2 separate regions of the Anas platyrhynchos genome follow, and region 2 is linked to region 1. Evidence: chromatin contacts called from public Hi-C data. All regions are on one chromosome and are shown on one strand. Each heading gives the region's core, a stretch centred on a gene start, on an enhancer-like site or on the middle of the called end of the contact. The rest is flanking DNA. Distances are from core to core; before and after follow the strand shown. Region 1 holds the start of CD40 (CD40 molecule). Region 2 overlaps SLC35C2 (solute carrier family 35 member C2).

The links. Hi-C and Micro-C count contacts between places; a contact is called where the count stands out from the background.
Region 2: a contact with region 1 is called in a Hi-C map of skeletal muscle, with 4 times the contacts expected there. The contact joins the enhancer-like site here to the promoter of CD40 in region 1. A contact is called at or near these places in 4 of 8 Hi-C or Micro-C datasets (F5 follicle, liver, skeletal muscle and 1 more).

Annotation. Positions count from the first base shown.
Region 1 is chr21:18,345,734-18,350,471 of IASCAAS_PekinDuck_T2T, reverse strand. CD40 (CD40 molecule) reads right to left here and starts at 2,466. Exons shown (of 9, transcript XM_027442951.3): 1 at 2,299-2,466; 2 at 611-692; 3 at 1-38. The coding sequence starts at 2,346. NCOA5 (nuclear receptor coactivator 5) reads left to right here and starts at 4,277. Exons shown (of 8, transcript XM_027442949.3): 1 at 4,277-4,462.
Region 2 is chr21:18,452,354-18,457,153 of IASCAAS_PekinDuck_T2T, reverse strand. The region is part of intron 9 of SLC35C2 (solute carrier family 35 member C2); the gene reads left to right. Among named protein-coding and RNA genes, the nearest start is that of CDH22, 20 kb to the right of the region's middle. Within about 2 kb of position 1,488, at least 1 of the 8 cell types and tissues checked has an H3K27ac peak or open chromatin away from gene starts, as enhancers often do.

The DNA.
Region 1 (4,738 bases), core at 1,217-3,716:
GTCTTCTGTGGCATTGCATTCAGAGACCAGCTTTTCCCCTGCAAGTGTGGTAGGGGCAGGTAAGTGCTGGGAGGCAGGGGCAAGGGAGCCTTCCCCCTGCATGCAGCAGCTCTGCCAGCAGGATGCAGCAGCGCCGGAGGCTGTGGATGCCAGGGCTGCTGCGGCACATTTGTTCAGTTGCTGGATGCTGCTCCGGCAGCCAGGGCTGCAGGGGCCAGCACAGGGCTGGGCAGGAGGTGCTGGGGGCTGCAGCGGGAGAGTGGGGCAGGCGTTCACTGCCTCCAGCACGCCAGGGACTGGGAGCCAATCTGGCCATGCCAGCGGGAGCAGCTGTCCCTGCAAGCTGCCTGTGCCATGGGATCCTGCGGCTGCAGGAGCTCAGACTGTGCAAGGGAGCCCCTGCAGACTTGGTGAGGTGCGGGGGGTCTCAGGGCACCCACGAGGTCCCCAGCTGCTCCAGCACTAGGTGACAGCGCGAGGTGAGCCTGTGGGCACTGCTGGCAGGGGGGGCTCACTCGCAGCAAGCGGGGCTGGCTCTGGCCGTGGCCGTGCCGTTGGCTCTGGCACAGCTGGGCCTCAGGGGCCCGGGAAGGGGAAGGCGTCTCCGTACCTGGCTGACAGCGGTTGCAGCACTTGCCCTTGTGCTCGTACTGCTTATCAGAGCATCTCACGGCGTCACCAGGACCCCAGCACTGGAAGAGATGAGGTTTGTGAAATGACACTGCTCCGCCACGCTCCTGCACGGCCACAGCTGCTGGCACGCGCGTGCCACCTCATGTGCTCACCCACGCCCCGAGGTGAGGTCTTCCCTGCACCACGCTTCCCATGCCTGCACTAACCACAGACCGCAGCAGAGCCGCCCGCGCTGCCTGGTGCTACCAGTGCTCGCTTTGAAGTGGGATGGAAGCAGCTCTGGCAGGGTGGCCCCATGTTTCCTCAGATTTTCTACCAGGCTGCACATCACCTTGGGCCCCTGCCACTGCCCACAGCGCTGCAGCACTGCCCAGGGGGAGCAGCATCAACGGCGACCCCCGACCCAGCAGAGCACGGCCAGCCCCTTCCGAGGCCAATGCACCAGCCCCGGGGGGCAGCAGGCCCCAGGCAGGCAGGTCAGCTCTGCGCAGCCGCCCACCATCCCCCCTTGGTCCCCCCTAGCAGGGGGACTGCTTGCTCAGGGCAGGGTGGGAAGGGAGCAGGGAGCTGTCCTTGTCCCGGGGGCTCGGATCTCAAGCCAGGCAGGAGGACACCCGTGGCATTGTCCCTCGCGAGCCCAGCACTGCGCATCTCTGGCACTGGCTGCTCCTGGTGAGTCTGCCAGGCCCGGGGACAGGGAGGGAAGCCCAGCAGGGCCCTGGAGCAAGAAGGCTGCGAGGACTCGTAGTGAGGGAGGGCTGGGGGCCAGGCCCGCAGCAGCTCCATGCTCTGCAGACCCCCGCGGGGTCCCGCGGGCAGCCCTGGTGCCACGGCGCTGCTCTGCCCGAGGGGCAGCGGGGCCGGGGGCAGCGGGGCTCCGGTGTGGGAAACCTGAGGCTGCAGAGGGAACTGCCCCTGTCACCGTGCGTTTGTGACTTCGGGCAGGAAAGGGAACTGAAAGAGGTGCTCGGGCTCCCGGCCCTGCCCCTGCTCACACCGCCCAGCCCCCCGGGGCCCGTTCCGTGCTCCGAGCCCTCGAGACCCCGCGCCCGGAGCCCCCCGGCCGGGCTGCAGCCCCCGGCCCAGCGGTGCTCAGCTCTGCCCCAGCCCCTCCGGCACAGAGCGGAGCTGAGCCGGGGCGGTCCGCGGGGGGACCTGCCCTGCCCTGCCCTGCCCTGCCCTGCCCTGCCCTGCGCTGCCCTCTCCCCCTCCCCAAATTCACGGCCGCGCTCCAGACACCGGCGACGGGGGTCCCGGGGCGAGGGGAGGCGAAGTGCGGCGGGGAGGCGCGGATAAAGCCGAGCCCCGGGGGGAATTCCCAGCCGCAGGAATGAGGAACGGCGAAGCTCCGCGCTCGGCAGCCAGGCCCGGGGCGCCCGGCCAGGGTCTCTCCCCCGCAGCCTTCCCGGCACGGGGCTGGGCGATGGCCCCGGGCCCGCTCCCGTCGGGGCGGCAGCGCCGCCGCGGGGCCCGGCCGCGATCGGCGGGACCGGAGCGGCGCAGGGGGGAGCGGAGCGGCCGGACGGCCCCGGGCGCTGCCCCCCGGAGAGCCCCGCCGCCGCCGGGCACCGCGGGGACCCCGCTGCCCGCCCTGCTGCCCGCCCTGCTGCAGCGACCGCCCCGGCCCCGGCCCCGCTCCCCGGCCCCGCGGGGCGCCGCACTTACAGCCAGCAGCAGCGCGCACAGCAGCCCCAGCAGCCCGCGCCGCCCCATGGCCCGAGCCGAGCCGAGCCGAGCCGAGCCGTGCTGTGCTGTGCCGTCCCGTCCCGTCCCGTCCCGTCCCGTCCCGCGCCGTCCTGTGCCGCCCCGTCCCGTCCCGTCGCGGGCGGCGGGGCAGCCCGTAATAACGCCTCGGCCCGTTTCCGCCCAGGAAGGGGCCGCAGGGGCCGCCCATCCTGCAGTCACCGGGCTCCCGCCGCCGGCTCCCCGCGCCCCCGGGGACTTCCCCGGGCCGCGGAGCGTGGGCAGCGCGGGGCCGAGGGCAGCGCCGTGCGGGGGCGGCTGCGGGGACGGGGCCGGGGGCCCGGCAGAAGCCCCCCGGCACCACACTGCGGGCCCTACGGGCTCCAGCCCCGCGGTCCCGGGGCGGCCGTGCCCGGTGCCCGGGCTACGAGGCGGGGCGGGCCGGGGGCAGCTGGGGCAGCGCGGGGCACCGCGGTGCGGACACACCGGAGCCCGGCCGGCGGCTCTGCCCCGCCACGGCACCCGGCCCTGCCCGGGGTCCCGGTGGAGCAGCTGGAGCTCGGTGTCACTGCACGGCTCCAGGCGAGCGTCACGCTGCAGCTGGAGGGAACCTGCTCCTCGGCAGCTCCCTGCCAGCCTCCAGCTGCTGCCTGGGCTGCGCCTTCCTGGGCAGACGGGGTGCAGGCCATGGGCAGGACTCGGCTGTGGGCCATGGCCAGGGGAGTCTGTGCTGGCCGCAGTTAGCTCATTTCTGACACAGAAGTTCAAGGTTTCACTTCGTTTTCCCAAGGAAAGACAGTTCAGAGTAGTGGCCCTGGAGAGCCCCTTACTGTTCCCCCAAACTCTGGTGTCTGTGCGGAGTCCCCAGAAATACGTCAGCCAGAAAGGGGAAGAGGCAGAAGGCCTGCAGGGCCCAGCTGTGCCGCTGGCTGCCTGCGGCCTCGGCTGCATTTCCCTGGGGTCCCCAGAGCAATCCCCGGGGAAGTTCCAGGCTCCTCTGCTCTCGGGAGATTTCCCTGGATCCAGCCTGTGGTGCGTGCCTGGGAGGAAGGGGGGCTTCCAGCGTCCCCCTGCACCCCGCTCACACAACGGCACTGCTGCCCCGTCCCCTCCTGCAGCAGTGCCACCCACCCAGCCACGGCCACGTCACCCCTGCCCCAGCTGGGAGCCCGTCCAGCACCGGCTGCGCGTGCAGCAGGGCTCAGGCTGCCCCGGTGCCGCTGCTCCCCACGGGCAGTTGCCGGTGCCCCGTGAGCCAGCGGTGCCCGCTGTGCCGCTGCCCACCCGCAGCCCCTCGGGGCTCCTGCTGCCCGGCGGGGGGCTGTGTGCCGGGACAGCTGCGGGGCCGCGTGCTCTGGATTCCCCCCTGCCGTCATTTCCCAAAAGCGATCCGCTTGAGGGCACGAGGGGTCCCAGGGGAGCCCTGAGAGCAGACGCTGAGCGGCAACGGCGCGGGAGGGGATTTCTGGGCCCAGCGCTCGCCCGGGAAGTCCCCGCGAAGCCCTGAGCGCGCCAGGACAGGCCGCGGGCTGCGGGCGGCCCCGGTGCCCCCTGCCCGAGCCGGCGGGGACACGGCCCCGGCGGCAGCCCCCGGCCGCGGGGGGTCGCGGGGCACCGGGGTCGGGCCGCGCCGCGCTCCGGCCCGGGGAGGCCTCGGGGCGGGCTGGGGGCTGCCGGGGGCGCAGGGCCGAGGCGGCCGGGCCGGGGCACCGGGCGCTGCCGCTCGCCACAGGGCCCGGCGGGGCGGCGGAGGGGGGCGGGCGGTCCCCGCAGGGAGCCCTCAGCGCGGCGTCGCCCCGCGCCCGGCCCGAGGGGCCGGGGCCGGGGCCGGGGTCGGGGTCGGGGCCGGGGTCGTGCCCGCCGCCGCCCTGCCGGCGCCCCCCCGCGGCACTCCCGGGCCGCGCCCCGCCGGACTACAACTCCCGGCGTGCCTCGCGGGGCGGCCGCGGCGCGTGCCGGGAGCCGGGCGGGGCGGGAGGCGGGGCCCCGCGCGGAAGATGGCGGCGGGCCCCGTGCCGTAAAGCGCGAGGCGGCGCCCTTCCGGCCGGGCCCTGGGCGCGCTTTGCGACGGCGCCGTGCGGCAGCGGCGGTTGGCGCCTTTGTCCTGGCGGGCGGCGGCCTGAGGCGGCGCGGGCCCGGCGCGGCGGTGAGTGCGCGGCCGGGCGGCGGCCCCGCAGCGCCGGGGGGCGCGGGGCGGGCGGGGGCGGCCTCGCGGCGGTGCCCCCCACACCCCCACACACACCCACACCCCCACCCGCCGCACGGGGTCGGCTGAGCGGGGCGGGGACGGGCCCGGGGCCCGCGGCTCCTCGGGGCCCTCCGCGGCGGGGTGAGGGCGCCCGGAGCCCCTCCGGCCCGGCAGGCCCCGGTGGCTGCCTCCCTCCTGCCGGGACCGGGACCCGCCGCGGGCTCCCTCGTGGCC
Region 2 (4,800 bases), core at 239-2,738, 110 kb before region 1:
CTGAGGTAGTAGGTGGACATGGTGTAGAGCACCTTGCTGTTCCCGGGATCACTTTTGTCTCTACCACCACTTTATTCCGTGGCATGTCCATTACAGAGAAGGGTGACTGACAAGGAGGGATGTTACCATCCCTCCCTCCCTCCCTCCCTTCCTCCCTTCCTTCTTTCCTTCCTTCCTGCTGTGGTTGAGAGGAGATACTTCTGTGTTATCCTGTTGGAGAAGGGCTGTTGGATGGCACTTTTTTGTGCGTTCTGTGGTGCAATGTCTGGATGTTTTTTCAGCAAGATTTGCCTTTGCCAATCCCACATGGCTGGCTGGGATGCCTGCAGAGGGTGTAGGTTCTCTCTTTAACTGTGGAAGTGCATGTAAGTCAAACCAGGACAGGTGACACTACTGGAAGGTGGGAGCATGAGGAGGCTGTTCAGAGTGCAAAGGTTGGTCTGAGGCTGCCTGTGCCTCAGTGGATTGGGCTCGGCTTTTATCTCCAAACCTCAGGTTTTGGAGTGCCTGCTCTGCCGGTGCCCCTCTGCCTCATGGTAGTATGGAGAGCTGCTGTGGTAGTGCGTGAGCACAGTGGTATCAGATGGGGAGAGAGGCAGCCCTGGTGCTGTCAGGCAGTCTTCACCAGAGATCTTATAAGGCTTCTTTGAACAAAAATTGGAGGACAGACCCTGCTAAAGTGTGGCCCCTGCATTTTCCCTCCTGAAACTGGGATAGCTCAGCCCTGGCTGCACAGGAAAGGCAGCCTGCCCAAAGCTGGTCCATCCGCACTGCAATCCAAGGGCTAGATTTGGACTGGATCACTACTGCTAAACCTACTAGCAGTGCTGAAAATCAAGGTGCTTTCCAGAAAGAATCTCCTTTCTCCTGGGTGCCCGATTTTAGGATAGCTCACTAAGCACGAGTGAAGGCTATAAGATTCATTTAAAGCTAATGACATTTTTTCAGAAAGAGACAGCACTTCTCTGGATTCACAGTCCTGCCCTGCTTCTTTTGCCTGTGAGAAATCTGCCCTTGTGTCCTCACTCTCTCTCTGCATGCTGTGCCCCTTAATCCTGCCCTGCTTTTACTCATGTTCTTGCCCCTCACATTGGCTGTGGCAGTGCCAGCAAGGAGATGAGGAAAATAAGCCCAGTAGAGCTCATTTAGTTTTGACTGTACTCTGTACTTCACCTTCTAATTTGGGATCACTTGTAAGAGACCTGTGGTTTAGTTCACACACTGCAGGACTGATATTCTGGGCAAAGTGCCTATTAGCACTATTGTCAAACTGTTGTGTGCAGGGTCTGCTGTACATATGGGGAACAGCCTTGCCTGTCCCCCATGCTGAATCTGGCACTGACTGGCTGATAATGGAAGGAAGCTGTGGGTACGATGGAGGTGATGCTGGGCCTGGTGCTTGTCAGCAACAGCCACAAGTCTGCGGCTGCTCTGTAGAAGCATTTAGCCAGGTGCTCACTGAACAGAACTGAGAACATGCTGGCCCTGGCTTGGGGAGCAGTGTGCCAGGGCCAGCCATTGTACAGGGTGAAGTGGCCCTGTGCTCCAAGGCTACAGCAGTTGTGCAAAACTTGCTGACTAGGAAATACTTCAAGGAATCACAAAAGCAGAACTGTTTGTCCAGCTCCCTTTTGTCCAGACACCCCTATCCCTCTTTTCTGCTCTTCCCTGCTACAGTACTCCAGAGAACAATGAAGGAAAACAAATGCAGGACCACTCCTCTTTACTCACAACATTACATCACTCACCATTGCTACATCAGGTGAGGTTTTGTTAATTTTTTCCTAACTAGCTGTAGCTGATAGCAATAACAACCGAGGTGATGTGAAGCTTGAGGCCCTCACCTGAAGCTGCTGATGGCCAGAAGCCTTTTGCAGCCAATGATGGGAGTCTCCATAGAAACATCCTGGGCAATAAATAGAGAGTCTCAAAAGCAGCAAACTCCTTTTAGCAGAAGCCCATGCACAAAAAGGGGCACAGATACACAGTGGTGTGTGCATGGAAATGGAAAGGTATATATACCCTGCAAGTCGAGGATGTGGGACATTTGGAAATAGCAGCTGCATGAGCAAGTATAGGATTTAAACACTGCTTTAGAAAACTACCATTTCCTTGAGATTTTGACTGCAAGACTGAGTTAGAGCAGGAATGTGTGATACAGTCCTGGTCTCAGCACAGCAGGAGAGGCTCATTCTGCCTGGCCAACTGCACCTGCCACCTCACAGGATGTGGCCCTTCCCCTATGTGATGGGCAACAGGGAAAGCCCTGACCTGTGGTGCTCTGTGCTGCAGCACCTGGGAGCTCAGCATGGCTTCTGTGGGAGCCCTATCTGTCCCCAGTCCTTTCTTGTCCCCTGCTGCCCTTCCTTGTGGCTTTGCTTTCAGGAGCTGGGCACAGGCAGGCCCCAGCTGATGCGAGCTCTGAGGTCCCTGTGCCCACCTGCAAAGTCCTGCAGTTAGGTTTTTTGTGGGGGAGAAGTATCCTGTGTCTGTTCCCTCCTGTCCCCTCAGTGCCTCCCTTCTGCCTTCCCAGAAGAGCCTGGATTCCCCTGGCTGCCTGCTTGCTGGCAGGTTGCTGGTGGGCTGTGAGCAGGGCAGAGGCTCTTGCTATCAGTTGGCAGGTTTGGGGGCAGCAGGCTCCTGAGACATCTCCTTTGGGACTGAGTCACCACATTGGCCAGGGTCTGGAAGGGACAGCTGAGGGTTTGGCTGCGCCAGAGTCATAGAAACCCTCATGGCCTAACCATCACAGGACAGAAAAGGTGCTGGGAGTCCTGGGCCAGGCCCTTGTTCTGTCCACTTCTTTTGGCTATGGGTATGGTTATGGGGGGGGTTTCCCTGTGATGGGGATTCACAGGGTCCAACACGTGGTTTCTGTGTGCCTGGGGTTGCTGCGCAGCCTTTCCTGGTCCTACTTCCTTGCATCTCTGTCACACTGGGATTATCTCCCTCTGCTCATGCTGCATCTGCTTCCTGGAATCTGAAATCCCCAAAATGCTGTTTCTCCAGTAATCCTTGTCATTAAAGGTGGCTCCTAAACTGAGCACCTCCTCCTCTCAGCACCTTGTTGTCCTTTTTAGAGAGGCACGCTTTGAGTTGGGCATGTGTGAGCAAATTAGATTTATATTCTGATACAGGTCACTACCACCCCGTCATCCTCAGCAACCAAACTCTAGCGTTACCCTTGGCTTTGGATTCTTTTGGATTTTTACTATTCCTTTTTTGAAGTGTGACAATACTTTCTCTTCCCCCTTGTGATGGTCTTGGAAAGACGCACGGCTATCGGTGACTGCTGTGTGTGTGGGAGAGGGCTTCTCTCCCATTGCTGGAGTCTGGAAGTCAAGGACATACAGGTTAGTGGTTCCTTCAGGAGCTAGATGTTGCCAACTCTCAGAGGTTGGCCAGCTTCACACTTGTGAAATATGGCAGAACCTTTTGATAGCAGGCAGGTAGGAATAGCTGAGCATCAGCAGAGCCCTTAGGAAGTTCCGTCCCTGCTCAAACTTCTACAAGTCAGCTGAACGCCCCTTTGCAGGGGCCCTCCTCGGCTGCTCCCCTGGTGCACGCTGTTTCCAGGACAGAAGTCCAGCTCCAGTAGCACAGCCCGAAGGCAGGGAGCCGGAGCCTTCCCGGAGCCGCGGCTGGGACCCCCGAGGCGCTGCCGGGCCGGTGGCTGGAGGCGATCGGGGCCCGGGCCGGCGCTTCCTCGGCTTTTGGGGAAGGGAGGGCGCGGGGCGCCGCGTGCCGGCAGAGGGAGCCATGCATCCTCCTTTCATATGCACAGCCTGACACACCAATTAACGAATTAATTTGAAAGGTGCTGCGAGAGACGAGATTAGGAGCAGGATCCTCCACTGGACAATGGCTCAGCTAGGTTTGCTGAGGCTGGGAAGTGACCGTGCCGTCCCCAAATCTCTCCCCTCCGTGTCGCCACCTGAGTTTGGATCAGGTAAACCTTTGGGCAGGTTTGATCTGGCATAGTTTCTGGGGGCTGTGCAAGGCATAAACAGCCCTTATGGCAGGTACGGATGGCATTGATGCTGGTACTTGGGTCAGCTGGATGTGCTGTAGGCAAGCCACAAACACCTCCTGCACTAGGGCTGCAACTGGGAGCCACCAGGGACTTGTGGCTGACCCTGCAGGAGTAGACGAAGCCTTTCTTTGCCTTGCCCAGGACTTGGCAAGGGTTTAGCAAAGGCAGACAAAAGTTTATGAGCTGGATCTGGTGTTGTGAAGTCTGACATCATGGTTAATGCTGCCTAGTCCTGGATGCTGTGCTGGCAGACAATGCTGCTTCCTTCCTTGGTACCACAAAGTGATCAAGGTGTGAAGTGAAATGCAAGCACTGAACCATTCTCAAGTGGGGTAGCAACCACAGGTGAGCATTTATGGAATTTCAAAAAGCTGTTAACATCTTCGTGGAATGGGGGGACTCATGTCTGACTGCGAAGAATGCTGGAACCATCAGTTCAAGCTGGACCTGGTTTTTCATCCAGAGTGCCCATGCATTTTGGTGAAGTACAGATATGGGTAGTGGGTACTACACTGGGAGGTGACTACAGCTGGATGAGCTGGTGGTGCTGAGCTGCTCCACAACAGATGCAAGCTCTGACTACAGGACTGAGAGGCTGAGAGGCTCAAAGCACTGTACAAGAACAGTTGCAAATTCATACTGTGACATGGCTGCTGCTTTCTGTTTAATGCACTGTCCTGGTTGTTAAAAGCTGTCTGCTGCAAAATAGAAATGAGAGGGAGGGACTGTGAAGAACTAGGCTGGAGGGCCTTTGTTTTAAAGCATAG